Regions from separate parts of the Sus scrofa genome. Here region 1 is linked to region 2. The links are chromatin contacts, called in public HiChIP or PLAC-seq maps. All regions are on one chromosome and are shown on one strand. The core of a region is the stretch at or near the end of the contact, and the rest is flanking DNA. Distances in the headings are between cores, read along the strand shown. Region 1 has its middle 39 kb from the start of LRCH1. Region 2 overlaps LRCH1 (leucine-rich repeat and calponin homology domain-containing protein 1).

The links. HiChIP or PLAC-seq counts read pairs in DNA pulled down with a chosen protein or histone mark.
Region 1: an H3K27ac HiChIP or PLAC-seq map of skeletal muscle shows a contact between it and region 2. The contact joins two enhancer-like sites. A contact is called at or near these places in 1 of 47 Hi-C or Micro-C datasets (retroperitoneal adipose tissue) and 2 of 2 datasets of contacts at active chromatin or transcription factors (alveolar macrophages and skeletal muscle).

What each region holds. Positions count from the first base shown.
Region 1 is chr11:20,942,792-20,949,114 of Sscrofa11.1, forward strand. No RefSeq gene overlaps it. Among named protein-coding and RNA genes, the nearest start is that of LRCH1, 39 kb to the left of the region's middle. Within about 2 kb of position 3,815, at least 11 of the 83 cell types and tissues checked have an H3K27ac peak or open chromatin away from gene starts, as enhancers often do. A contact at or near this core is called in retroperitoneal adipose tissue and skeletal muscle, where this site is marked.
Region 2 is chr11:20,807,920-20,813,464 of Sscrofa11.1, forward strand. The region is part of intron 1 of LRCH1 (leucine-rich repeat and calponin homology domain-containing protein 1); the gene reads right to left. Among named protein-coding and RNA genes, the nearest start is that of LRCH1, 96 kb to the right of the region's middle. Within about 2 kb of position 1,497, at least 24 of the 83 cell types and tissues checked have an H3K27ac peak or open chromatin away from gene starts, as enhancers often do. A contact at or near this core is called in retroperitoneal adipose tissue and skeletal muscle, where this site is marked.

The DNA.
Region 1 (6,323 bases), core at 2,565-5,064, 140 kb after region 2:
CCAAGGACTGACACCACCCCCCTCCCCGTCCCTGCAAAGCATTGACGGTGTGGGACAAGGTTGGGCAAAACAACTTCTAAACTCCCTTCAAATGCAAAACTTCCCTGGTTTTTTGACATCAAGATACTCGATGGTACGAAAGCAACAAGAAATGGATTTGATCCTCGGAAGAGATGGTTTCGCTTACGTGCAGAGTGAGGAGATTCCTACGCATAAAATCAAATGCTACCCTCCAGAGCTTTTTACTGGCACTGAACCCAGCCTATTATTTAGCAAAGCCCAACACAAACAACTCGCCAGCTTGTTCCCAGTGTCCTGTACTTTGAAGTGTCAGCATTTCAGCTTCTCCCGGTCTTGTTGGATTGGCCCGAGTACAAGATAAGGAACCAGAGGACCTTGTTGGCAGGTGAAAGAGTGAAAACAGTAACAGCAGTTATCAGTGTAACTGTGCCATTCAACCTAACTTAGGTTGTAATTACTGGCTGCACAGATAAAGTTCTACGGGGTGTAGCTCTCAGTGTTTCTCGCTTTGCAAACAAAACGCTATTCTTCCCGTTAAATCCATCTTTTAAGAAAGAGGACAAACCAGCTTTGGACAGTGAGCTCTGGTTGAAAAATCTATTGTGGAGGACTTCCTGTCCCGGTGCAGCAGAAACGAATCCGACTAGGAACCATGAGGCTTTGGGTTCAATCCCTGGCCTTGCTCAGTGGGTTAAGGATCCGGCATTGCCGTGAGCTATGGTGTAGGTCGCAGATGCAGCTTGGATCTGGAGTTGCTGTGACTCTGGCGTAGGTCGTCAGCAACAGCTCCAATTAGACCCCTAACCTGGGAACTGGGAACCTCCATATGCCTCAGGTGCGGCCCTAAAAGGACAAATGACCAAAAAAAAAAAAAAAAAAAAAAAGAAAAAAAGAAAAAAAAGAAAAGAAAAAAAAAAAGAAAAATCTATTGTGGAGAGAAAAATTCTCCTTAGCAAATGTGAATCTCTCTTTGTCAGAGGTGAAGTGAACTGTGAAGACCTCAATAAACATAAGCTACTTTAAAATATTTTTTCTTAAAAAAAAATATAGGAGTTCCCGTCATGGCTCAGTGGAAACGAATCTGACTAGCATCCATGAGGACATAGGTTCGATCCCTCACTTTGCTCAGTGGGTTAAGGATCTGGCATTGCCGTAGGCTGTGGTGTAGGTCACAGATATGGCTTGGATCCCGAGTGGCTGTGGCTGTGGTGTAGGCCAGCAGCTGCAGCTCCAATTAGACCCCTCCATGTGCCACAGGTATGGCCCTAAAGAGACAAAAAAAAATATATTTTTTTTTTCTTCATGTTTTCTTTTTTTTTTTTTTTTTATTTTCCCACTGTACAGCAAGGGGGTCAGGTCATCCTTAGATGTATACATTGCAGTTACAGTTTTTTCCCCCACCGTTTCTTCTGTTGCGACTTCATGTTTTCTTAAGTTCTTTTTTGGTCTTTACAAATTGTTTTTATTAAAGTATAGTTAATTTATGTGTTGTGCCAATTTCTGCTGAATAGCAAAGTGACCCAGTCATATATACATATACATATATATATACACACACACACACATTCTTTTTCTTATGTTATCTTCCATCATGGCCTATCCCAAGAGATTGGATATAGTTCCCTGTGCTATACTCTTAGCTTCTTTCCTTCATTTTCTTTTCAGTGCCAACTATGTGCCTGGCACATTGCTAGGCCTTCTGCATGTCATGCTGGGTGTTCTCCACCTGCTGCTCCAGATCTACTTTTCCACCTGCTCTGAGCCCCCAGGAAGCTGACCTTGCATGGATGGCATCCCACCAGGTTGTACTGACTGTGGAGTGTGACCCATGCGAGGCAACAGCAAGAGTCAGCAGGACAGGAGAGAGATTACGTTATGGGTTCCTAGCCTCCCATCTCCCATCCCTGCCTTAAGTTTCAGCTGCTGACAACCCAGCACCTGTCCTGAGTTGTTGGTGGTCTTGTGGTGTTTCACCATCCTTTGCAGTGTCTTTTAACCCTGTTTACACCTTTGTAAATCCATTAAATAAGTGGGCCTTTAGAGTGCGCCATCTGGTTTTTGCTCAGATTCTGACTGATACGCATGCTTATTTCCAAAGGACTGTAACGAGAAAGGACATAGTTACTTTGAGGCCAAGAGTGTAAAGAACCATTAGTGACATTAACTCTAGCTACTTTGAGGCCAAGGGTGTAAAGGATGTGTGTCCTCCATTCATCAGGAAGTAAAGCCCTGCAAGATGGCAGAGATGTTATTCGGAAGCAGCCCAGATCCTTCATCACCCTTGGAGGAAAGCCACCTGCCCCACCTCAGACTGTGACATGAGCAAGAAGTAAACTTTTGTCAGGTTAAGTCACTAAAATATTGGGGTTCATTTGTTACTGCAGCTGAACCTCTCCTATCCTGATGAATCCTCTTATCCAGTGTAAGCCTTGTTACCACTCTAAGAAGTAGATGCTAATATTCATTCTCATTTTACAGCAAAGTGCTTAAGTAACTTGCAACAACAGCAGAAGCAGCAGAGCTAGTGTTCCAACAAGATCTAGGATTTTTTTTTCCCCTTGTTCTAGGCCTGTAAATTATTCATATAGAAGTATCACACTTTTTCCATCCTTCTTTGGAATGAAAAATGTAGCTCTTTCTTTGATGCCCTTATCGGGTCTCTTTCTTCAGAGAGACTAGGAACCCATTTATAGCTATTTATTTGTAAAATATGATTCTTACTGTACATAAAGCCACTGAATTTACACTTAAGATGGTTAAAATGGTAAATTTTATGGTACTATATGTTTTACCACAACAGAAAGAATTGATTTCAAGTATTTCACTTCTGATTGAAAGAGGTACTGGCCTGCACCCTGGCTGTAGATGATTTGCTTTTGAAAATGCATGTTCAGTGCCTTTTCGGGGGTTCATTATCAGCTGGAGGAAACAGGCTTTGTCACTTGCAGGAAGAAATCATTGACTTTAGGTCAGATCAGTTCCTTGCATTCAATCATAATGACTGTTTTTTCTGTGACCAAAGGAAATTCAGCAACACAGTGACTTCTGAAATTTTGTGCATAGGAAGGAAAAGCCAAAGGAGGGCTTGGTGGCCAAAGCCGGAAATGTGACCTATTGAGTTTTTCTGAGGCAGTGAGGTCAGAGAAACCCGTTATCCTCCTAAGCTGGATGTGCCAGGCCTCAGCATTCTGCATCCTATGGCTCAGTGGAGGATGAACTCAACGGCTCACGTTCTGATCCAAGTGTCCTGTGTGTTTTCCCACAAGCAGTTTGCCCCGGCTTCCTCTGCAGAGTTTGCAGTGCATCTGGAGCAGGGCGTGGTGTGTGGAAACCATTCTCTCCTATTTATACCTTCTTAGACATGAAAATGTTCCTTGGAAAAGAAAGCAGGAATCTACTTGGAAAAGCCAGCAACTTTATTTAGACTAGTGTCTGAACGAATACATATTTGCCCAGAGTCCTTTAAACTTGACTTGGGAATTCCTGTTGTGGCTCCATGGTAACGAACCCGACTCGGATCCATGAGGACACAGATTTGAACCCTGGCTTCGCTCAGTGCTATGTCTGTGGCGCAGGCTGAAAGCTGCAGCTCCAATTCGACCCCTCACCTGGAAATTTTCATATGCCATGGGTGTGGCCCTAAAAATACACACACACACACACACACACACAGGACTTGACTTGTCCAGGAAAGTAGGACTTGGAGCCAGATTCTTCGTGTGGTGTCCACAGTCAAAACAGGGAAGGGGACTAGCCTGAGGTCACACCTATTGTTTGCTTCCTGTTAGGCCTGACCTTGCCTTAGCAGTCAGGGTGTCCAACAGACCATGTCAAGAATGGCCTTTTCTCCACTTTTGTCTTAAGGGATGACGTGTTTAAAATAGTCACACATTTCTACAAAGAGGATGAGAACTCTCAATCCAGTGTGAAGCTTTTATTGTAAGGTCTGATGAGCTGCTTAAATTTTCCACTAACCAGCCCATATCCATTTCCCACCTTTTTCTGTCATGCTCTGTTCCTGACATGCTTTTAAGGGTTCAGTATTGACTGAGCTAGAGTTCGGGGCAATAAAATTCTAGACCATCTAAGCCCTTGCAACCCAGTGGCCTCCACATCACCTGGAATTTGTTAGCAAAGTTAAAACTCAGGCTGCACCCAAACCTCATGAACTAAGAATCTGCATTTCAACGGGCTTCCAAGCAATTGCGGTTTTTGAAAAGTTCTCTTGTAACCCAAGGATTATTGAGATTTTAGATAATATTCCACATGCAGAGCCTAGCTCAAAAGGATTAAGACAGGACAGGGGCGCCTTTAAAAAATATATATTGAAAAACAGTTGATTTACCGTGTGTTAATTTCAGCTACACAGCAAAGTGACTCAGTTATACATATATGTTCGTTTTCATATTCTTTTTCATTATGGTTTGTCAGAGGATACTGAATACAGTTCCCTGTGCCATACAGTAGGCCCTTATACATACTGGTTTGCCTCTGCTAACCCCAAACTCCCAGGCCTTCTCTTCCCCCTTCCCCCTCCCCCTGGCAATCACGAATCTGTTCTCTCTGTGAGTACGTTTTTGTTTGGTAGAAAGGTGCGTTGGTGCAGAGGGATTTTTCTACTCCAGGGCTCTCCCCTTGCCAACACCCTGGCGGGGTGTGCTGCTCTGCCGCCCGGAAGCCCACCTGGCGGTGGCAGCCTCACACTGGGTGTCTGCCTTTCATGCATACTGCTGGCGGGGCAGGGAAACCTTGAACCTGGGCTGCAGCGGGGCGGGTGGCCGGGGAGGCAGCGTTGCTCTGGGGCACAAAGGTTCTGAGGACACCTAGATGAACGGACGTCAATGGCGCCTTGGCCCTGGGGCCTGGTGTTGCTCCGCTTTCCCTGCCACCAGTTTGGACATCAGGAAAACGCCAAGAACCAGCAGATCCTGAACTGGCTCCTCATTCCACCGAATGGCGGGTAGCAGTTCAACTTCAGGCCCTGGGCAAGTGCGAGGTGAAGGTCGCGCAGGCGCACGACGCCCTCCACCCCCCTCTCTGGCCACGCCCAGTGACCCCGCCGCGGCCCTCGCGACCTGCCCCACGTTCATCACCTGGTCTCCACTGTACCCCAGCGACGTCCCCTGCAACTGCGAGGGGCTTCTGGTGGACCCAGATGGTGCGCCCGAGCTCAGGTACAGCCGTCGACATGGAACGTGACACGTGACATTGAAGCTCTGCGGGTCCCAGGCCCCCGGCTGTGCCCGTGTGCCCCTCCATCCCCTGCCGCTTGGCAGTCACAGCGCGGCCCTCTGGAGATTTACCCATGGAGGTGTTTCTTCTAAACCCGCAGGCGGGACCGCCTGATGTCCAGGAAAATCCCCCGAGATGGGCCCTGGTCCTGTCCCTCCTGGCCTCCCCTTCCCCACAGTTCCTCATTAACAAGGTGTCGGAAAGACAGGACAGAGGATCAATTTTGAGAAGTAGTTCAGTGACGGGCTGATGAAAGCGGCGGAAATTTGGGTTATAGCCCTCTTTAGTAGTCCTTCGTCTCAGGCAGCTTCGTGAAATCCTGTTCTGTTTTCTCTCTCCAGCCCAACACTAAAAAATCGGGTGGGAAGATCCTTTTTCATTCAGTCAAAACCAGCCTATTTTTTTTTTTTTTTAATTTTATGGCCACACCTCCTGGGCCAGGGATTGAATCTGAGTCACAGCTGTGGCCTAGACTGCATATGTGGCAATTCTGGATCCTTTAACCCGCTGCTGCCAGGCGGGGATCTAACCCGCACCTCTACTGTGACCCAAGCCGCTGCAGTCAGATCCTTAACCCATTGCCCATAGCTGGAACTCAAAACCCAAACATTCTTTAAGTGTCATACAGAAAAAAGAGAAGGCTGGCGGGAGGAACTGAGAAGTGGTTGGTAAATTAGCCAGAATTTAGTAACTGGTGACGTGAGGCCGGGGTAGGGAGTGGGGTTGAGGAAGAGGGTGGAAATGAGATGCTTTCTCAGTTTGTAGCCTGTATGGCTGGGTTGAAGTGGTGCCTTCACACTAAGTGAGACAGAGGAGATAGAGGAAGTGCTGATTTAGGGAAGAAGAGGATGCGTTTCAGCACTGCTGAGGCTGAGCTAGACACTGTGTGGGCATTTAGATATATGAGTCTGAAGTTTAGGAAATGAATAATAATAAAAAAGAACCAACCAGGAAACATATGATTGATCTGGAACTGCAGTGGGGGAGTACGTGGCTTGTTCCTCTACATTTGGGGATAAAATAAAGGTCACTGCCCTCCTGACAACGTGTAAGCTTGAGTGGCATCAGGT
Region 2 (5,545 bases), core at 247-2,746:
TTTGTCTGTTGTTGTTGTTGTTGCTGTTGTTGCTATTTCTTGGGCCGCTCCCGCGGCATATGGAGGTTCCCAGGCTAGGGGTTGAATCGGAGCTGTAGCCACCGGCCTACGCCAGAGCCACAGCAACGCGGGATCCGAGCCGCGTCTGCAACCTACACCACAGCTCACGGCAACGCCGGATCGTTAACCCACTGAGCAAGGGCAGGGACCGAACCCGCGACCTCATGGTTCCTAGTCGGATTCGTTAACCACTGCGCCACGACGGGAACTCCTCACCTAGTACTTCTTAACCTCGTTAGTATACTGGAATCACTTGAACAAAGCTTTGCAAAATCTGGAAGCCTGGGGTCCATGGCCAGAAGTTTTAGGGTTTGACTTGAGCATCCTTGGATGTCTGGGTGATTCCCATTAAGCAGGGAGAAAGGCAGGTGATCTGCCCTCTCTGCTTCCTACCGAAACCAAGACCCACCAACAGGTGGCGCTCTCCCAGGAGCAGGTGGCTGGGCCCAGGAGGGGTCTCACTCTGGAAAGAAAATCTGCCTCACTCTGGAGTTCATCACTGCATGATCAGATGATTAGATTCTTACTCTAAGTTACAACTCAACTAGCTTCTGATACAATCAGAGCAACAAAATTCCGAGCTGCAGTGCCATTTTACATATTATCAGTTGGCTGTGTCATAGAAAATTAGATTCTTCCCTCATTGTATCTTCACCATAACAGAGAGGCAGGTGCTCTTATTAAAGCTCCCCATTATGTGTAGACATTGAGGCCCAGAGAGGTTAGGTAATTTGCCTGAGGACCCAGAGCTAGTCAGGTGGTAAACACAAGAACTAAACCAGTACGTAGGCCACCAAAGCCCTGAACCATTGCTGATTCAGCCTGGGAGGATGACAGCTAGGGAAGCTCAATTGTTCTGTGGCTATCTCTAATTTTTTAAAAAATCAACAGAGTCATTTCGGGTGCCGGGTCAGGAGGCATGAATGATCCCCTATCACAGCTCTGGACTAAAAGTCAGTCATCTCTGACCAGGTCGTAATATTTTCTCCGGCAAGCAGAGCCTGTGTCTTGGGTACGTGGTTGCCACCCGAGCTGGATGGGGTCCTCCTGGCTGGAAACATCCCCGGGGGGCTCACGCGGCCCTGGGGATCGAACCCCCAGCAGCAAATCCAAACCCCAGAACCGCACCCTCCCTGCTGCCGCTTCTTCACTGAAGCGTTCACGGGCGAGCCGAGCGGCCAGAAATAAAACAATAAGTTTCGCCCCGGCCAAAACAAGCTTCGCAAAGCCCTAAAATAAAGTAGCCAGATGAATAAAAATAAGCAGAGGAGGGTAGAAAAACAGTCAATGGAATCTGGTGTGCAGTCAGCACCCTCGGAGGCACGACGTTGTTTTTGTATAAAAAAGGAAAGTGGTGCCTCGGGAGGAACTGGAGGCCCCGGTTCTCCAGCAACAACATCCTGAGCTCCCGGCCACCAGGGGCAGCTGGGAACCTCGTTTGCAACGTCTTGCTTTCTGGTCGGAAGAAAAGGCCTCATCATTGGCAGTGAATCATGCCCAGGGCCGGAAGGACCCAATGATCCATTTTTTGAGCTGGAGGGTAAACATGTTATCACGGACATTTAATTTTAGAAGATAAACACTAATTGTGATGTCTCAATAACTGGGTGAAATGTGTGTCCTTCACAGAGAAATCCAAACCCCCGACCCACAGACAAGCCTAGGGGACCCGCTGTCTTCCTGATAGTGAAGGGGGACCCTCTGTGCCAGGCCACCTCCTCCCCTCCTGCTTGGTCCCTCCAGGGACCGCTGCTGAGAGAGAATCTTTGGATGGAAGGATGGTTGGGGGCCACCTGCTCTACCTGGACAAGCCACATCCCTCTTCCCCTAGGAAGGCAGGGGTCCTGCTGGAAGAATCTCAGCAATGTCCTTCTAAAGGGGACCCCTCCACAATGTCCCGGGTTTCTGACTGCTCCTCACTGCCCCCACTCCTCCTTCGGCACAGACACCCCACCCGCCCCGTGATTCAGCACCCGCAGGGCGCTCCCAGGACTCCCGCACATTCGGAAAGGCGCTGGAACGAGGGACTCTGCTCCAGGCAGTGAAGCGAGCCCACGGGCTGAGTCATCCTTGACTCTGTGGAGATACAACCACCAGACGCTTGCAGGGTTAAACAAGCAGAACTGATGAGCAGATTTTCATAAAAATTTTGAGTGAGTCACTTAAGATCTCAGGCTACATCTCAGAGAGATCCAACAACCAAAAAATGCTGTCCAACCGAAGAGATTTGTTAAAGAATTCCTCTGCCTGGAGCTCCCGCTGTGGCTCAGCCAGCGGAAACCAATCTAACGAGCATCCATGAGGACGCAGGTTTGATCCCTGGCCTTGCTCAGCGGGTTAAGGATCTGGTGAGCTGTGGTGTAGGTCGCAGATGGGGCTTGGATCCTGACTTGCTGTGACTGTGGTGCAGGCCAGCAGCTACAGCTCTGATTCGACCCCTAGCCTGGGAACCTCCATAGGCCAGGGGTGTGGCCCTAAAATGACCAAAAAAAAAAAAAAAAAAAAAAAAAATCCTCAGCCTGAACCATGGAAGTCTTCCCTGATTATCTAAAGTGTCAACATACCCTCTTCACTGCCTTCCTCTGCTCGACATTTTTCTGTCTTAGCACTTGGGTAGCCTTCTAACAAGGCATACAATTTATTCACATATTTTGGTGAACTTTCTCACTCTACTAGAATGTTAAGTTCCATGAAGATTGAGATCTTTGCACTGTTCCCTGGTATACAGTAAGAGCTTAATAAATATTCACTGAATGAACTGAACGCATGTGGTAGGAAAGCCGGTTCTTCGGGCAGACAGCCTGAGTTCAAATCCTGATCCCACCTCTTAGTGTGTGGATTTGGAAACAATTACTTAATTTCTCTATGCTTCCGTCTCTTCACCTACAATACGGGAATAATAATAGTACTGGCCGCTCTGAATTATTGGAAGGATTAAATGAGATGATACATATAAAGACCTCAGAGCGGCACCGGGCACAGAGGAAAGGACTCCAAGAATAGTCTCTATCATTATGTTAGCTAATGCTGGGTTCCGAATACAGAATTTCTGGCAAGAAAAAAAGGCCTGGGCTGGGAAGGAGCTTAAAAATCTAGCTGACAAGTGCATGAAGCAACCACACATACACATGTTTCATGATAAAACAAGAAATCAGAGATAAAAGAAGAAAAAAAGCCAACTGCGTATTATGAGTGAACAATCTCTCAGTTGGTTTGAAGGTTACCCTTCCCAGGCTGAAGGAAGTAAGAAAGAGAAATTATTTTTGGTAAATGCCAAAAAGGATACAATGACAGATTAGACTCTTGGCCCAGTGATTTTATTAGCAGCTGATACCTATTAAGCCCATACAATACTAAAGAGGTAATTAAATATAGGTGGCCTTTTACTGAATGCATTACTGAAATGTTGACAGCAAAAATTGATTTCTCTACTGCACCTCTCCTATCCAAAGTGCTGCCCAAAAAAATCAGGAGATAAGATTTTAAACGACCAGCGCAGACAGAATTGGCCAGGGGGAAGGGGGAATTCCTGTCCCAAAGCGTAATCATTTCACTCAAAGAATCTCTAAAAGCCTCACTCGGAGGCTTTTTCCTCTTGAACACAATTTAACTAACACTATGATTGACTGTTTCAGCTCCACTGCCTTTTGGAAACAACGAATAGATTTTTTTTAAAGGGAGGTAGCCATAAAAAAGCATGCTTCTAACAACAATAGTAATGAAGAGTGACGTATTTTTTAAGTATTTAAATTTAAAAACATTAAATGTAGTGTCAGAGTCCTTCTAAACGACATAGTGCAACATAATTGCAGCACCAAAATAATACAACACTGAATAATCTAACAAGAGTTATTAAGATATTTGAGAATTAAACTGCTTTTAAAATGTTCTGTTCAAGAAAGCGGGGAAGTGCATTAACTATTTTTTTGTTTTCTTGTCATGCAAAATTACGCAAAAGAAAAACATCTCAGGGAGTTCCTGCTGTGGCGCAGCTGAAACGAATCTGATTAGGAACCATGAGGTTGCGGGTTTGATCTCTGGCCTCCCTCAGTGGGTCAAGGATCCAGCGTTGCTGTGAGCTGCAGTGTAGGGTGCAGACAAGGCTCGAATCTGGCGTGGCCATGGCTGTGGCTGTGGCTGGCAGCTGCAGCTCCAATTAGACCCCTAGCCTGGGAACCTCCACATGTCATGGGTGTGGCCCTAAAAAGCAAAAACAAAAAACAAAAACATTTTAGGGGAGTTCCCGGCGTGGCGCAGTGGTTAACGAATCCGACTAGGAACCATGAGGTTGTGGGTTCGGTCCCTGCCCTTGCTCAGTGGGTTAACGATCCGGCGTTGCCGTGAGCTGTGGTGTAGGTGGCAGATGCGGCTCGGATCCCGAGTTGCTGTGGCTCTGGCGTAAGCCAGTGGCTACAGCTCCGATTCGACCCCTAGCCTGGGAACCTCCATATGCCGCGGGAGCGGCCCAAAGAAATAGCAAAAAAAAAAAATTTTAGGTAGTCGCAGTTTCTTTGAAATGACCTATCCTCTAGTGATTGTTTAGCTAATGAATTATTTCTCATTTGCTTTAAGAGAATTTTGCTCTGAGACAATAAAAACAGCCCCATTAGTAGTAACCATCTTTAAAATGAAAAATACTGGGGTTCCCGTCATGGCTCAGTGGAGATAAATCTGACAAGCATCCATGAGGACGCAGGTTCAATCTCTGGCCTCACTTAGTGGGTTAAGGATCCAGCATTGCCGTGAGCTGTGGTGTAGGTCCCAGACACAGCTCAGATCCTGAGTTGCTGTGGCTGTGGTGTAGGCCAGCAGCTATGGCTCTGATTTGACCCCTAGCCTGGGAACCTCCATATACCACAGGAGCGGCCCTAAAAAGACAAAAAAAATTAAATTAAAATGAGAAATACTAATTTGAACAGGAAATACTAATTTTCTTATGGAATAGGAATGCTTTAAGTAGCTTTACTTGCAATAGTCAAAAGGTAAAAATAACCCAAATCTCCATTGACGGATAAAGAGATGAGCAAAATGTGGTCTATAAATACAATAGAATACTATTTAGCTTTTTTTTTTTCCTTTTTAGGGCCACCCTTGCAGCATACGGAACTTCCCAGGCCAGGGGTCGAATCAGAGCTGCAGCCATTGCCCAAGTCACAGCCACAGCAAAACCAGAGCCAAGCCTCACATGTGACCTACGCCCCACAGCTTGTGGCAACACTGGATTCACAAGCAAGGATCCACCGAACGGGGATCAAACCTGCATCCTCCCAGAGACAACACTGAGTCCTTAACCCACTGAGCCACAATGGGAACTCCCTATTTTTCAGCTTAAAAAAGAAGGTTTGCCCTATGCTACCACACGGCTGACCCTTGGGGACATTACGCTAAGTGAAATAAGCCAATCGGAAAAAGACAAATACTGTATGATTCCACCTAGACGAGGCTCCTGGAGTTTTCAAACTCATAGAGACAGAAAGTCGAATGA